2 separate regions of the Gossypium hirsutum genome follow, and region 1 is linked to region 2. The links are chromatin contacts, called in public Hi-C maps. All regions are on one chromosome and are shown on one strand. The core of a region is the stretch at or near the end of the contact, and the rest is flanking DNA. Distances in the headings are between cores, read along the strand shown.

Region 1 (6,701 bases), core at 525-3,024, 52 kb after region 2:
CTGGATCTTAATGATGAAATCATTATTATTTAACCATTCAATTAAGAAAGCTAATATGTTAAAAACATTCATTAAAAAAAGAAGAAGAAGAAACTTAAAACAACATGAAATAAAAATATAAATATGAGTGGGATGGAAATCGAATCTGAGGCTCAAGGATAAAACCACCAACATTTAACTACCCAACCAAAAAAATTAATTGTATTTAAAAAAAAGCACCTACCAACTGTGATAATTGCACCAACAGAATCGGATCACAAAGGCATTATAATCCCCAATCTCAAACAATTGGATAGAAACATTAAAAGAAAAAGATGATGGGACTAGAAACGAAAATTGATGACTCCTTTTAATCAACTGTGGCAATTCCCTCCAAAATTCAGAATCTCGTTCTTCCACTATCCCTTTCACCCAAATGTCCAAATCTTGCGATAATGGATTGTATGTAACAGATATTTCATATTATTCTATATTCTTTTTTAATTATTTAATAATATTTTAATAATTTAATATAGTGGTACATGAAGTATAAATTTTAAAGACTTTTTAAATAATTGATATAAATCATTTGTAAAATTAATGGCACATAAAATATTTAAAAACTTAAATATAATAAATCATATTTAAATAATTTAAAATAATGATGCATAAAATATAAATTAATCTTATTTTTTATATACTTTTAAGATTTAATATAAATAAAGATATTTTGATAATTTTTACTTCCAAATGTAAAAATTAAAAACACTTAAATCTTAGCTTTTGTAATTGGGTGGAAAAACACTTTTCCACCACAAATTTTGACCCCAAAAGCTAGGTGTTTCATTGTTTCTACGGTGAAAAAGCACTTTTAGCTTCCCAAGCGCAATGAAGAACAGGGCCTTAGTAGAGTAGTAAGGTTTTTTTATATGAATTTGTTGGTTTTGTGTCTGATTCTCAAATATTGTTTCTCAATTATTTTATTTGAAAATTATATAAATGTATGAAAAGATAAAAATACCCTTATAGTAATATTAATTACCCTTTAAGGTAAGGGTATTTTAGTAATTTCACAGTTGAAATGGTGTCAGGGACTTAATAATAGTATACATATAGAACTGATGGAAGTAATAAATGATACATGTTGAAATAAAAATATATAAAAAAAGGTTAGAGTAAAGCTTAGGTTGAATGGTTAATTTAAGATTTTATTGATCTAATTGGTATGTATATTTTAATTACGGAAGGAGATCCAAATTAGTAAAGGGGTTTATGAACTTCTCTTGAGAAAAACTTCATTACTAACTTACAAACGGCAGGAAAGTAAATTTCTTTTTTTCATGGATGACAACTTGGCAACTTTCCGGTATAAAATTAGGTTATTCCGGATTTTAATTTAATATAAAAATAATTTATATTGGAAATTCTGATATTTAAATATTGTATCACATCATAAAGTTTATTTTAGAGAATATCTTAATTCCTAGAGAATTGAAAACCTGAAATTTTAATTTCTCCACATTTGGAACTGCATCAAGCTAAACAACAATTTAGAGGAAAAAATTATAAGAAACCAATTTTGCTTTTACCCCCTAAATTGTTTTCAATTTTATTAATTACAATCTGCCACCATTTCTTTTTAATTTGATTTAATACCACAATCACCGTTACGCCATGTCAGACGATAAAACAGTTCAAGAAATTTTTTATATGGTATAGGACCTTGTACCAAACTTTATCCCAAGGCTTTGCGTCGTCAAAAATTCAGTCCCCCGCAATGACTTCTTTCCCTCGATTCGTAAGGCTTGAATCGAATGATATGGTCCTGACTGCTTTCATTTTCAACTTTTAGCTCCTGGCTGCCTTATCATGATTAATTCCAAAACCTAAGGAGACGTAAAAAACTAACACCACCTTAGTTTTCCTTTGCTAGTTAGCTGGTTACAAGACTGTAGGAAAATGGATATCAAATCTCTGACTTCCCAAAATTTCATACATTTCTTCCACAAAAACAAAAGGCAAAGAAATGATGGCCTCCAATGGAGACCTCTACAAAATTTCTGAAAACCATCGCTTCTGGTAGTCATTCCTTTCCAAGCAGTGTGTAATTCGACTAAATCTGTACAGGCAGATACATACTTCTCATAATTTACAAAATCCTCGCAAACATCGACCGCACTTCTATCACAGATGGAGGTGGCTCCAAATCTTTTTCCTGGAGTGCATTCCCTAGCAACTTCTGCATCTGTGCCGCAAAGATTTCGTCCAACACCTGCAGTTTAGCAATGCTTTCAATAACATGTAAACTACCAAGGCTAACGAACAATCGGTTAATACCATATATAGAAATGACAAAGTTCAAGTGTTTGTCCGAGGGATCCAAATTTATATCAGAATGTTCACTGGTCGAGGAGAGACTTACCGAAATCGCAATCCTTAAGCCCTTATACCAGGACATGTTCTCTCTTCGGTTTTCCATAAAGTGTAGAACATCCTGTAAGAAATAGAAAAAAAATGTTATATACGTTTGCATGATTTTAAATTAAGGATATGAAGATATTCGCCAGTTCTACCTGTCCCATCCGGTCCCAAAAATTTCGAAGGACGGTTATGAACACATGTGGCTCAAAAACAGAATGGAGGTTCTCTATCGTATTTATCAAAAGATCTTTCAAAGGCTGCATTCTACTTCTTACATCCGACTCAACAACAGTTTCCTTTGAGTCTTGGATTATCTTCTTCAATTTTGTAGCAGTCTGAACTTTTGTCTATAAAAATAAAGAAATAGAAGCATGAGAATATCTTTAACAAAACAGTGGATATAATATGTAAATACTTGTGCATTCACATATTCCAGGATGCTAACAATGCATCTAAATATTAAACTAGGAATGTGTAATCTTCATACTATTATCCGAAAAAATTATTTAAAAAAGAAAGAAGAAAAGAAAAGCTGGAAATTAGAGACTCAGAACAAAAGCAAGGAGATAATACTGTGTACTAGATTCTACTGCATAATAAACAAAACGAGTCCAGAATCACAGACGTTGGAAATCTCAAAAGCATGATATGAAACCAATAATAGATTCCACTGCGTACTAGAGGATACTCACATTCTCTGCAAGTTTCTCCACTATTGCTTGAATATGGTTTCTGAAGTCAGCCCTCAGCATTACTGTAATTTCACTGAGACGCTCTCCTGGAATTGCATTTCCACCAGGTGGAGTGCAAGGACACCATGACTTCAGCTTGGTTTCTATCTTGGGATGCAGTACAAAAAGTATCCTTTTCATGGAATTCAAAAGAACTCCCAACTGAAAAAATAATTATTTTTCTTTAGTTGTTAGGGGGTAAAAACCGGACAAATCAGAAAAAATGCGTGAAGAAAACTTTACCTCATCCGGAACAACGTAGATGACAGCAGTTCCTTTGGTGAATTTCTGAACATATTTGCCAATTATCTTAGGAGCAAGGCCATCCTTCAGTGGAGCTAGAACATCAGCATATTGTCTCTCTAAAGCTTTAATAATGGCTTTCTCAACATCTGCTACAGCCTTTTCATAGCAACAAGTAGCAACGAGACATAAACAGGTTTGGTTAGCATAAAGCAGATTAAACACATGTTTATAGTTGTTATGTGATGGATGCTATTTATAATGCTAAATATTAATTTTAATTGATATATAACTAAAAGTAATAACTGTTTTTGGGACCAAATTTATTGTTACGAATTTATGGTTTAATACGTTGTATAGTTCAATAAAACCAACTTTGAATACCTACAATTTGATTTTATTTATGTTTAATTTGGATTAAAACAACTGCACTATTTCAAAAACAACTAAACTCATCTTCTCGCTAAACACTTACGTAATTCAAAAAAATCTAATTAAATGTTACTATAATTTTATTTACTATTAATTAATTGATATTACGTTTGTTATATGCTAAAACTAATTTAATAATATAATGAAGAATAAAAGATATTCCCAACACATCAAAAGTTTCTCCAAATTTGTGCTTTTGTATATTATATATTAATCACAATTCTTTAGGTAACTTCTAATTAACTAGCAAAAATGATAGATTGGCATAAAAAAGTTGTAAATCTAATACCATAATAATAGTAAGATGTCATATTAAGCAAGAACCTAACTTAAGGCTCAAAATCAGAAGTACAAAATTCCCCTGAAAACTGATACTGTCATGAAACTAGGTAACATGTTATTTTGTAGTTTCAGGTCCATTTTATGAAATATTGTTGGGTTCATTTTTTTTAATTCTATATGTCATTCCTGTATTACATAATTCTAAAAATCTGTAGCAACAGTCAAATATATCATAACAAAACAAAAGGTCAGAACGACGTACATTTTCCAAGATGATTGTGAATTCTGGCCAGCGAGAAATGATAATTTCATATTCATTCAATGTCTCTGTTAGCCGATCATACATATCATCTATGAAAGGAGTTGTTGATTGTGATGTTTTAATATCAGAACATTTAACCTGCAACCAATTTCAAGAAAATTGCCTTTGAGTGGGGAAAATACAAAACCTTGGCTTACAATCAATTTTAATTAGTCATGCACACTTGGCAATTCTCTGGCCTAGGCAGTCCGCATACACACACATATACATATACATATATATATTCAGAATGCTAATGAATGATGAACTGCTTAGATCAAACCACAAAGAACGAAAGTTCAACCCATCAGGGTAAAATGTGAGGATCCCAAATTGTTTTCCAAGCAATACCGACAGTGGTTTTCTTAATCAAATAAAAGCAAACAATGCACAAGTGTCCAAGAATTACTTGGTCTGAACCATTAAAAACTCAAGTAAAGAATGCACATCTGTTTTTGACCTTTCCTAGATAGGGCCTTTTTCCATGAACTTCATAATGCAGTAATGCAAGTCTGCAACATGAAATTTGTACCTTATCTAGCTTGCATGAATCAAGTAAAGAATGGCGCTTCTCTTCAATCCAACATGTTATATAAGAGTGAAATAGTTCTTTTGCCTCGACTCCCCCTTTAACAGGTCTGAAAAATGTTATAAGATCAGAGAAGAACGGAAAACAACAGAAAGTATTTTGAAACAATAGAAATTATAGACTAGAACAATTGTTTTTTTTTTTGGGTCACCGAATAGAACAAGTTCATAATATATATGAGCTAAAAGAAGTAAGATCTTTACTTAATATTTGAGGAAGACAGATCTCTTTGAAAGTCTGCTGTTGCAATAACAAGTTCTATTACAGGACGAGAGGGGCCAGGAGGGGGGCATGAAACAAGAAATGCTCGCAATCTACTGCAAAGATCTGCACTGTATATGGGTACAGAAAGATTTGGAAGGTCTATAAAACTGCAAAAAGTAGAAGATAGAGTAGCAACAAATATTAGTACAGAAGAATTGAAGCAGTCAAAAAGCAAATCCAGAAAAATACAAGTACAGGGGACAAACCTAAATACCAAGTAATTCTAAGAATATTTAAGAGCTCCAGTCATCTACCTTTAACCCTTTTCTATTTGAACCTTCCTCCTTCAATAGATTTGCATTCTCTTCTTTCTTTTATTTTTCAAACTAATGTTACGAAACTTTTAATGCAAATTAGCTAAACAGGAAACTCTAGATTCTATGTTGCTACGACTTCTCAAAGTGGACATGACATGGGTACGGAGTCATCACCTTCCAAAGGACAAATGGGAATAAAACTTAAAACACCCTCACTAGACACATATCCATGTCCAGCATTAGCTCACAAGTTTAAGTGCATAACCTCAGGTGCAAAGAAATTTCAACATATTGGAGCATATGCAGTCTTAATAGATCAACAAGTGGAAGGGAAAAGAAAGAACAATTGTTTCAGAACTACAATAAATCATTTTGCATTCTGTAATCTCCTGAAATAAGATAAAATCACCTAGGAAGAATATTCTGCTTGTGGATCTCTATATCGGTGAAAATCTCATTCTTGATACTTGAAATTAAAAATTTCATCTTCTGATAAGACATTGAAAGAGTCATTGGATCCATCAATGCACTGCCATTATTAGTCAAAATGAACTCGTCTGTTTCAGCCTGGTGCCTTCTTGATCTCTTTTTTGCAGCAGCCTGCAAGGTTATAGCAAATTTATAGAGAAAACAAACAAGAAAGGAATATATAAAACCATGACCATGAAGAAATAAGTCATTTATACCTGAAAGTATCCACAGAACTTCAGTTGTATCTCGGGAGTTAATATATCATGTAATAGGCTATAAAGCTTGATGGCAGGGACCAAGGCAGGAGCTGGTGATCCAGTGGCGGCCTTAAAAACACTCATCATCCCCGATGGCAATGATTCATCTAATGACTTGTAATTTTCAAAGATCGCATTTAAAATCTGCTGGACCTGATCCTCAACTTCCCCAAGGATGCGGTTCTGATTGATGTTACAGAATTACATTCATAAGAAGAAAAAAAGAGTTTGTATATAGTAATACATTTTCTGAAACATGTATGCATGCAAATGTTTATATGTATGCCTTCGTGTAATTTTAACTACTAAATACTATGAGATTGAAGGATAAAAATTAAAATGAAAGAAAGATGCATCAAAATGGCAATAGCAAAGTGGCACATCTATGACCTGAATAAAAAATAAGATGGAAATTCAAGAAACATTTTAGTCAGTAGTGTACATTAAATAGTGAATCAGACGATCCAAACTAAC
Region 2 (7,062 bases), core at 991-3,490:
TTTATTACTTCAATTTGGATCAAGTCGATTACGTGTGCAACCCAGGAAGAGCTATGACAGTCACATAGTCCATTTTATTTAACTTGTCTACCCTCATCTACCATAGGTTTAATGACAATGAAAGTATCACAATCAACATTTCTTTTTAAAACAAACGTGTCGCATTAAATTAATTTACTAGTTGAAGGGCCAAACTGTACAGAATCCCTTTATTGGTAGCTAATATTATTGTATTACAACTAAATACTTCACTTCATCTTGGTTTTCTTTGGCTAAATAAGTAATTTTCCTTCCCGGATGTATCTGTTTAATTTTCATGCTATTTCATTTAATTGATAAGGCTATAAAAGTTTTATTAGACGTCAAATTGTATTCGTCGCTTTGGCCGAGTGGTTAAGGCGTGTGCCTGCTAAGTACATGGGGTTTCCCCGCGAGAGTTCGAATCTCTTAGGCGACGTTTAAAGTTTTGTCGAATTCCAGTGTTGCCAAACTTTTAGCACCCTAAGGCAAGATGACATGATCCCACAACTTGGTCATGCCTGACCGGCTTGCCCCATCTCCGTCAACGTTTAATTACATATGTACACGTGGATGGCCTTTATACCATCGGAAAAGCCCCCATAATTAATCAACTTTACCAGTTCCAACTTTGAAATGGGAATGCAATGACCCCACTCAGTCAAGGGTGGTTATAGCACATTCATTTGGAGCCTTCCACTAGAAGTAATTCTTTTAAAAACTTAATTTAACTCCAGCTGACTCCTCCTTCAAACAAACAAAAGTGTTATTTTTTATATTCAGTTGAGTGTTTAATTTATAAAAGTGTTTGATCAATCTTTAAAAATGACAAAGGATATATAAGTTTGAGTGAGCTAAAATGTATTTTTTTTATTTATGAATACTTTTAATTATTGTGTTAAAAAAATAAATATAATCAAAACTTATAATAAAATTATTAAAAAATTTATTAGATATAATTTTATGCACTGTGAATAAATTAAATAATCACATATTATTAAAAATTTTAATTTAAGTTGATTGACTTTAAATTATATAATTAATTTAAAGAGCAGAGGGTGACCGCTAATCACTTGTGAAAAGTCAGCCTTCAAAAAGTCAGGCACGTCGAAGGACAACCATCAAATAGAGATGGCCTATGCCTCTGATTGGCAATTACTCATCCTCTTATCACAGCTCGACACGTCAAAACGTCTAATGACTTTGTCCCTCCGTTATAATATTAGTTCCTTAAGGCTGTTTTTTAAAAAAAAAAAAAAAACAGATACGTCTCCTTTGTAACGCAAATTGCGGGGCAAAAGCCAGGAATTAGGATGGAGTTAAAAATTGGTTATATTAACGTAGTTTTACCGTTTTAGTTGAATATTTAACTTCAAAAGGGATTAAATTGAAATATTTAGCTGCCAATAAATATCGCTTTTGTGGGTATAAGTTGACAATTAATTGGTAACTAAAAACCTAACAGTCGATGTTTAAACGACTTTTTGAACTAAAAATTTGCTTTATTAATTAGTTGTTAAGCAGTTAATTTTATTTGATAGTTTTCAAAATAATCAGTTAAAAGAATGAATCAAATTACTAGTTAGGAGTGAAACAACCATAGAAAATTGAAGAGAATTTCCTAAAACTACCAGACACCCCTTAAGTGGTCAAAGACCATGCATGAACGTATTTGCAGATGAAATTAATAAGAAACCAAATAAAGCCAAAAGTCATATAAGGAAGAAAAAAACGTGAGACCGCCCAATCCACTTCACTCTACTCAAATTTCCAACTAATATTTTAAATTGAAATAATTATTTTAAATATAATTAAAATATTTCAAAAGTTATTGTTTTTTCATTTATTTTGTGGGTATGATATTTCAAATATTTCATATGTGAAATATTTCAATTAATTATTTTAAATATCATTATATTTATATATGAAATATTTTAAATACACATATAAAAATATATAATACAAAAATTTACTACATTCATGATATAGATTGAAAAATAAATATTTCACATATAAAAATTATATTTACTAAAAATAATAATATTTTATAATATTATTTAATTTTATAAATAAAAAAAGTTATTAATCAAAAAGATGAATTCAAAATAAAAGTTTTTAAAACAATATATTTAAAATATTGATAAAAAATAAAGAAAAAAACTTAAAACAACGTGAAATGAAAAATAAACATGTATGTAAAAGAAGAATCAAATTTGGGACTCGAAAGATAAAACTACTAACATTTAACAATCTGTGTCCAATTTCACACTCTCTCTTCAAAAATAATATATTTTCTTAAATTTTAAAAAAATCTGACTTATCTAACTAATTAATTTTCAGCATATGTGTGGTATTTAGCATTCTAGGGTTAACCCTTAACTACATATAAAATATATATAACCTAAATCATTTTGAAATTGCCGACTTGCTTCCACCTCCACCTGATAGACCTGTGGCGGGCTCCAGCCTATGTTGGAGGGATATTTTTGACTTTGATGAAACCCACAAAAAAAGAAAGAGACCAGAGGCAAAAAAACGCGTATACAATAAGAGACGGCCCAAGAAGTGTCCCTCCAAGTTTCCCGCAGCACCCGTATTTCCCATGTGTCTTAGCCGAAACACGTGACCACCGCCGTCGCAGCTATAAATACGTTCCCCTGCCCACAAAGCAAATCACCCCATTCATTGGCTGATTTTTCTTGGTTGGCATATGTCTCAAAGGCCTAACGTTCCCCACTATTCTTCAATAGCTTTTGGTCTCCATTCTCATCTCCTGGTTTCCAGTGAGATGAACCCTAATTCCAACTGGTCTTAATAGTTTCATCTCTTTCTTTTTCTTCTATTGATTTTTTGTTTTAATTCCTTTTATTGCCTTTCTGAAAAAAAGTAATTGCCTTGTTGATTTGCAAGCAAATTTTGGTAAAGTTCTTAAATATTTGAGTTTAGATCTTCTTTGAGAGTGCCGCTATGGGAGTGAAGGGTTTTGTTGAAGGAGGCATAGCCTCAATCGTGGCCGGGTGTTCGACCCACCCGCTTGATTTGATCAAAGTCCGAATGCAGCTCCAGGGTGAAAGCCATGTTCCCAATCCGGCTGTTCAAGCACTCCGCCCTGCTTTAGCCTTTCAGACAACCACTACTACCACCTCCTCTGCTATCCACATGCCTCCTCCGCCGGCGCGTGTTGGACCTGTGGCCACCGGGATCAAGATCTTCCGGACCGAAGGCGTCGCTGCTCTTTTTTCTGGCGTCTCTGCTACCGTCCTCCGCCAGACCCTCTATTCCACCACCCGCATGGGACTCTACGACATCCTAAAACAGAAGTGGACTGATAAAGAGACCAAAACAATGCCTCTCTCGCGGAAAATCACCGCCGGGCTAATCGCCGGGGGGATCGGCGCTGCCGTTGGGAACCCAGCCGACGTGGCGATGGTGCGAATGCAAGCTGACGGACGCCTCCCCGTATCTCAACGTCGTAACTATACCAGCGTTGTCGACGCCATCACTCGCATGACCAAACAAGAAGGCGTCACCTCCTTGTGGCGCGGCTCATCGCTGACGGTGAATCGTGCGATGTTGGTGACGGCATCGCAGCTTGCCTCCTACGATCAGATCAAAGAGATGATTTTGGAAAACGGGCTGATGAAAGATGGGCTGGGGACACACGTGGCAGCGAGCTTTTCAGCCGGGTTTGTTGCGGCAGTGGCGTCGAATCCCGTTGATGTGATAAAAACAAGGGTGATGAACATGAAGGTGGAGGCAGGGCAAAAGCCGCCGTACGCCGGCGCTTTGGATTGTGCTATCAAGACGGTGAAGGCGGAAGGGCCGATGGCTTTGTATAAAGGGTTTATACCCACAATCTCGAGACAGGGACCATTTACGGTGGTGCTGTTTGTGACGCTGGAACAGGTCCGGAAGTTGCTTAAGGACTTTTAAGGCATTGATAACAAAGACGATGACGAAAATGAATGTTTAAGTTACTTAATTGTTTTCCAGTTTTATGTTGTTCTACATGTTAAACGCGATGTGTGATTCTTGTTCTAATAATGATATCAATAGATGAGATATTTGCTCTAAACTTACTGTAAGTAAATTAGTCGCTGCAAATCCACCTCAATTTTGATTTGGGTTCATGATAGGGGTAATAATGCTATTGCTGTCCAACTCATTAATCACTATTGCCTTTTCAGCAAACAAACATAAACGTCTTTATCAAAATTGAGGTGGATTTGCATCTTCTTCTGGGGTGCATGAGATATTTGGATGGTTGATTCCGATATTAGTTCCTGTATTTTCTAATTTTTAAAATTTCAGTTCTCACTCAAGGATAAATGGATGTTTTGGTTTGTCAAATCTTACATATTACATTTCAAAATAAGATTACGGTGTTTAGATTCTCAGCATTTCAGCCATTCTGTAATCTCACATTCTTGACCGGTGTCAAAATATCATAATATAGGATTATTTTGAATTAAACTTGGAGATAAAAGTCTTCTTTCGTTTCTCGACGATGAAGTAAGACCAAGCCTATGATCTTATTATCCTAGGTCGGAACAAGTTGATAGGATTCCTTTTTACACCCCTGAGTCCCTCCCATGTGGTGACATGGAGTTTTAAAAAGGAAAGAGAGGGATGGGGTTTCTCTCGCTTTTGGCATAACGGACCCCCAATGGGAGGTCCGCACGACGAGACTGTTAGCCCTAATAATTGCGTCATTGTGCCTGAACTGTAAGGGTTTTCAGTCACATGGATAGTTCAATGTGCTTATCAACACCTGACCCTAAGATGTGGATCATTCAAGGCACACTAACATGGCGTACTTCTCTTGTTCGAATCGAGGTTTGAAAGCCTCTTTCTTAGAATATTTAAGATTTCGGGTAGAATTTAAAATTTTGGACAAAATTACTCTTTATCTTCATATTACTTTGTGGTTTATTGTATTCATCGTTAATATTTGTTATTAATTTTCTATAAAAAAATGGTTTTGTTGAATGCCTAGGAAAATGTTTTTTATTATTATAAATTTTGAATTTTTATATTGGGTTAAACTATCCAACTTGAATTTGGTTGATTAATTTTTTCTTTTATGAAATTATTTTATTAATCTTAGTGGCTAGTTTCTTTATATGATTTTATATTTTTTGGAAATAAAATCCTCATTTCTTTTTATTTTACATAAAAATTTACAAATGAGGTTAATAGCTTACGTTACCAAATAAAACCCATTTTGCCATAAACATTAATAATTTTAAAAAAAAAACCTCAATCTTCTTAAATTTGTTGAAAATAAATAGAATATAAAATTTGGAGGTTTATATTATGAATTTTAGTTTTACTTCTCTTTTCTGATTCTCTAAATAAACAACTATAAATTATATAAATAAACTATCATAATTAGGTTGAATAGTTGTTGAGTTGAATTCATATAATAAAATCAAGGTGTAATAAAAAAGAATTTATTAAATTATTATAATTTTATGAAAATTTTAAGACTAAAAAATGTTGAACTTATAAAAACAAAAATCCTATATCAAGGGCAATTTAATAAAATTTGTTTTAAGATAATCTTACATTTTGTTAACCAAAGACATGAATCTTATATTCCAACCAAATAAACCAAACAAGGTAATCTCATATTCCACCCGTAATCCTATTGCGAAATGTAATCCAAGATTTTGGCGATCCAAATGCATCCTAACCGTTAATTTTATTAAGTTATGCGATTTCCAAAATTTGATGGGATAAACATGTTATCATATGTGTAATGTTATGTAAATTTGTTATTTTCACATACTACTCACTAGAAGTTCAATTAATCGACTAATAACCATCATCTGCATCAATATTAAAATTTCAAAATTTAAAAAATATATGAACTTAAATTAATTTAATTGAAGAATATAAATAAAATCTACAAATAAACACATAATACAAAATTAGTAATTAAATTTAATCAAACAAATTAAATTACTATTATCTGCTAATTTTAAAAAATACATAAAAATTAAACTGAAATAAGTTGTAGGAAAACAAAGATTACGGGGCGATGCAGTCGCTGATTGATTGACCCAAGAGTTGAAATTTGAATTGCAAGATAAAAGCATAGAGAATTAAAGATATTATGTATAAATTAAGATAGACGTAATCCAATTGGATTGTTTTTACTAAAATAGTTTTTGAAATCCAAGATACGCATTTGTAAATTTCAATAAGTTGATTCATAATGTTTTTTTTCAACAATAAATTTAAAATATTTGTTGATTGTGAATTTGAATTTTTTATTTTATACCATTCAAATATAAAATAATATTTATCTAAAGCTGATGTAGACAACTGACTTAACGTATAATTGTTATTTTCTTAACAATAAAATTTAAAATCTTAAAGTAAAATTTGAAATGTTTAGATAAATTTGTTATCGCCAGATTTTTAAAAACTGCTATTATTATTTTACTTAAATTAAATTTTGTTTAATTTTTTTATTTCATTAAATTTATAAATTATCATAAAATATGTATTATTTAATTTAAATTTAAAGTAACTAGATATGTAATTTTTTAATTTTTAAAAATTCTAAATATATATATAAATGTCTATAAAATTATTTTAAAGAATAGTATTTTAAGTTTTTCATTTTTAATATATATGTTTCTATGTTCTTACTTTCAATTTTTTTTTATGTGTAATCAATTCTTTTAAATTTTTTACATTATATTTTTATTAATATATAAAATCAACCTGTGCAAAGAAACTAGTATGTATATGATATAACAAGATACACACTAAAATTGCGACAAATACTACAATTATGTTTTTTTATGTAATTTATATATTTTTTAAAAGATAAATCATATAGTTTTTTAATTATACATTAAATTATAAAGGTTTGTATTTAAAATAATATTTAATTAGATAAAATAAAAATATTTATTCATTTAATTTAACTTACATAAATTTTTTATTTACTTATATATTATCTATAATATATAAAGCATTTTCTCAATTAATATTATTAAGTATTTATTCATTCTACAATACACTACATTA

What was found. Hi-C and Micro-C count contacts between places; a contact is called where the count stands out from the background.
Region 1: a contact with region 2 is called in a Hi-C map of leaf, with 2.8 times the contacts expected there. The contact joins the enhancer-like site here to the promoter of LOC107913399 in region 2. A contact is called at or near these places in 4 of 34 Hi-C or Micro-C datasets (leaf and petal).

The regions. Positions count from the first base shown.
Region 1 is chrD11:32,142,922-32,149,622 of Gossypium_hirsutum_v2.1, forward strand. It overlaps LOC107913400, which reads right to left. Exons shown (of 23, transcript XM_016841970.2): 14 at 6,186-6,410; 15 at 5,909-6,099; 16 at 5,182-5,349; 17 at 4,922-5,027; 18 at 4,351-4,488; 19 at 3,375-3,533; 20 at 3,093-3,293; 21 at 2,553-2,747; 22 at 2,402-2,473; 23 at 1,877-2,251. The coding sequence ends at 2,129. Among protein-coding and RNA genes, the nearest start is that of LOC107913400, 9.7 kb to the right of the region's middle. Within about 2 kb of position 1,775, at least 4 of the 9 cell types and tissues checked have an H3K27ac peak or open chromatin away from gene starts, as enhancers often do.
Region 2 is chrD11:32,090,901-32,097,962 of Gossypium_hirsutum_v2.1, forward strand. It overlaps LOC107913399 (mitochondrial uncoupling protein 5), which reads left to right and starts at 2,241. Exons shown (of 1, transcript XM_016841967.2): 1 at 2,241-4,093. The coding sequence starts at 2,986. The coding sequence ends at 3,951. It overlaps TRNAS-GCU (transfer RNA serine (anticodon GCU)), which reads left to right and starts at 376; the gene lies at 376-457.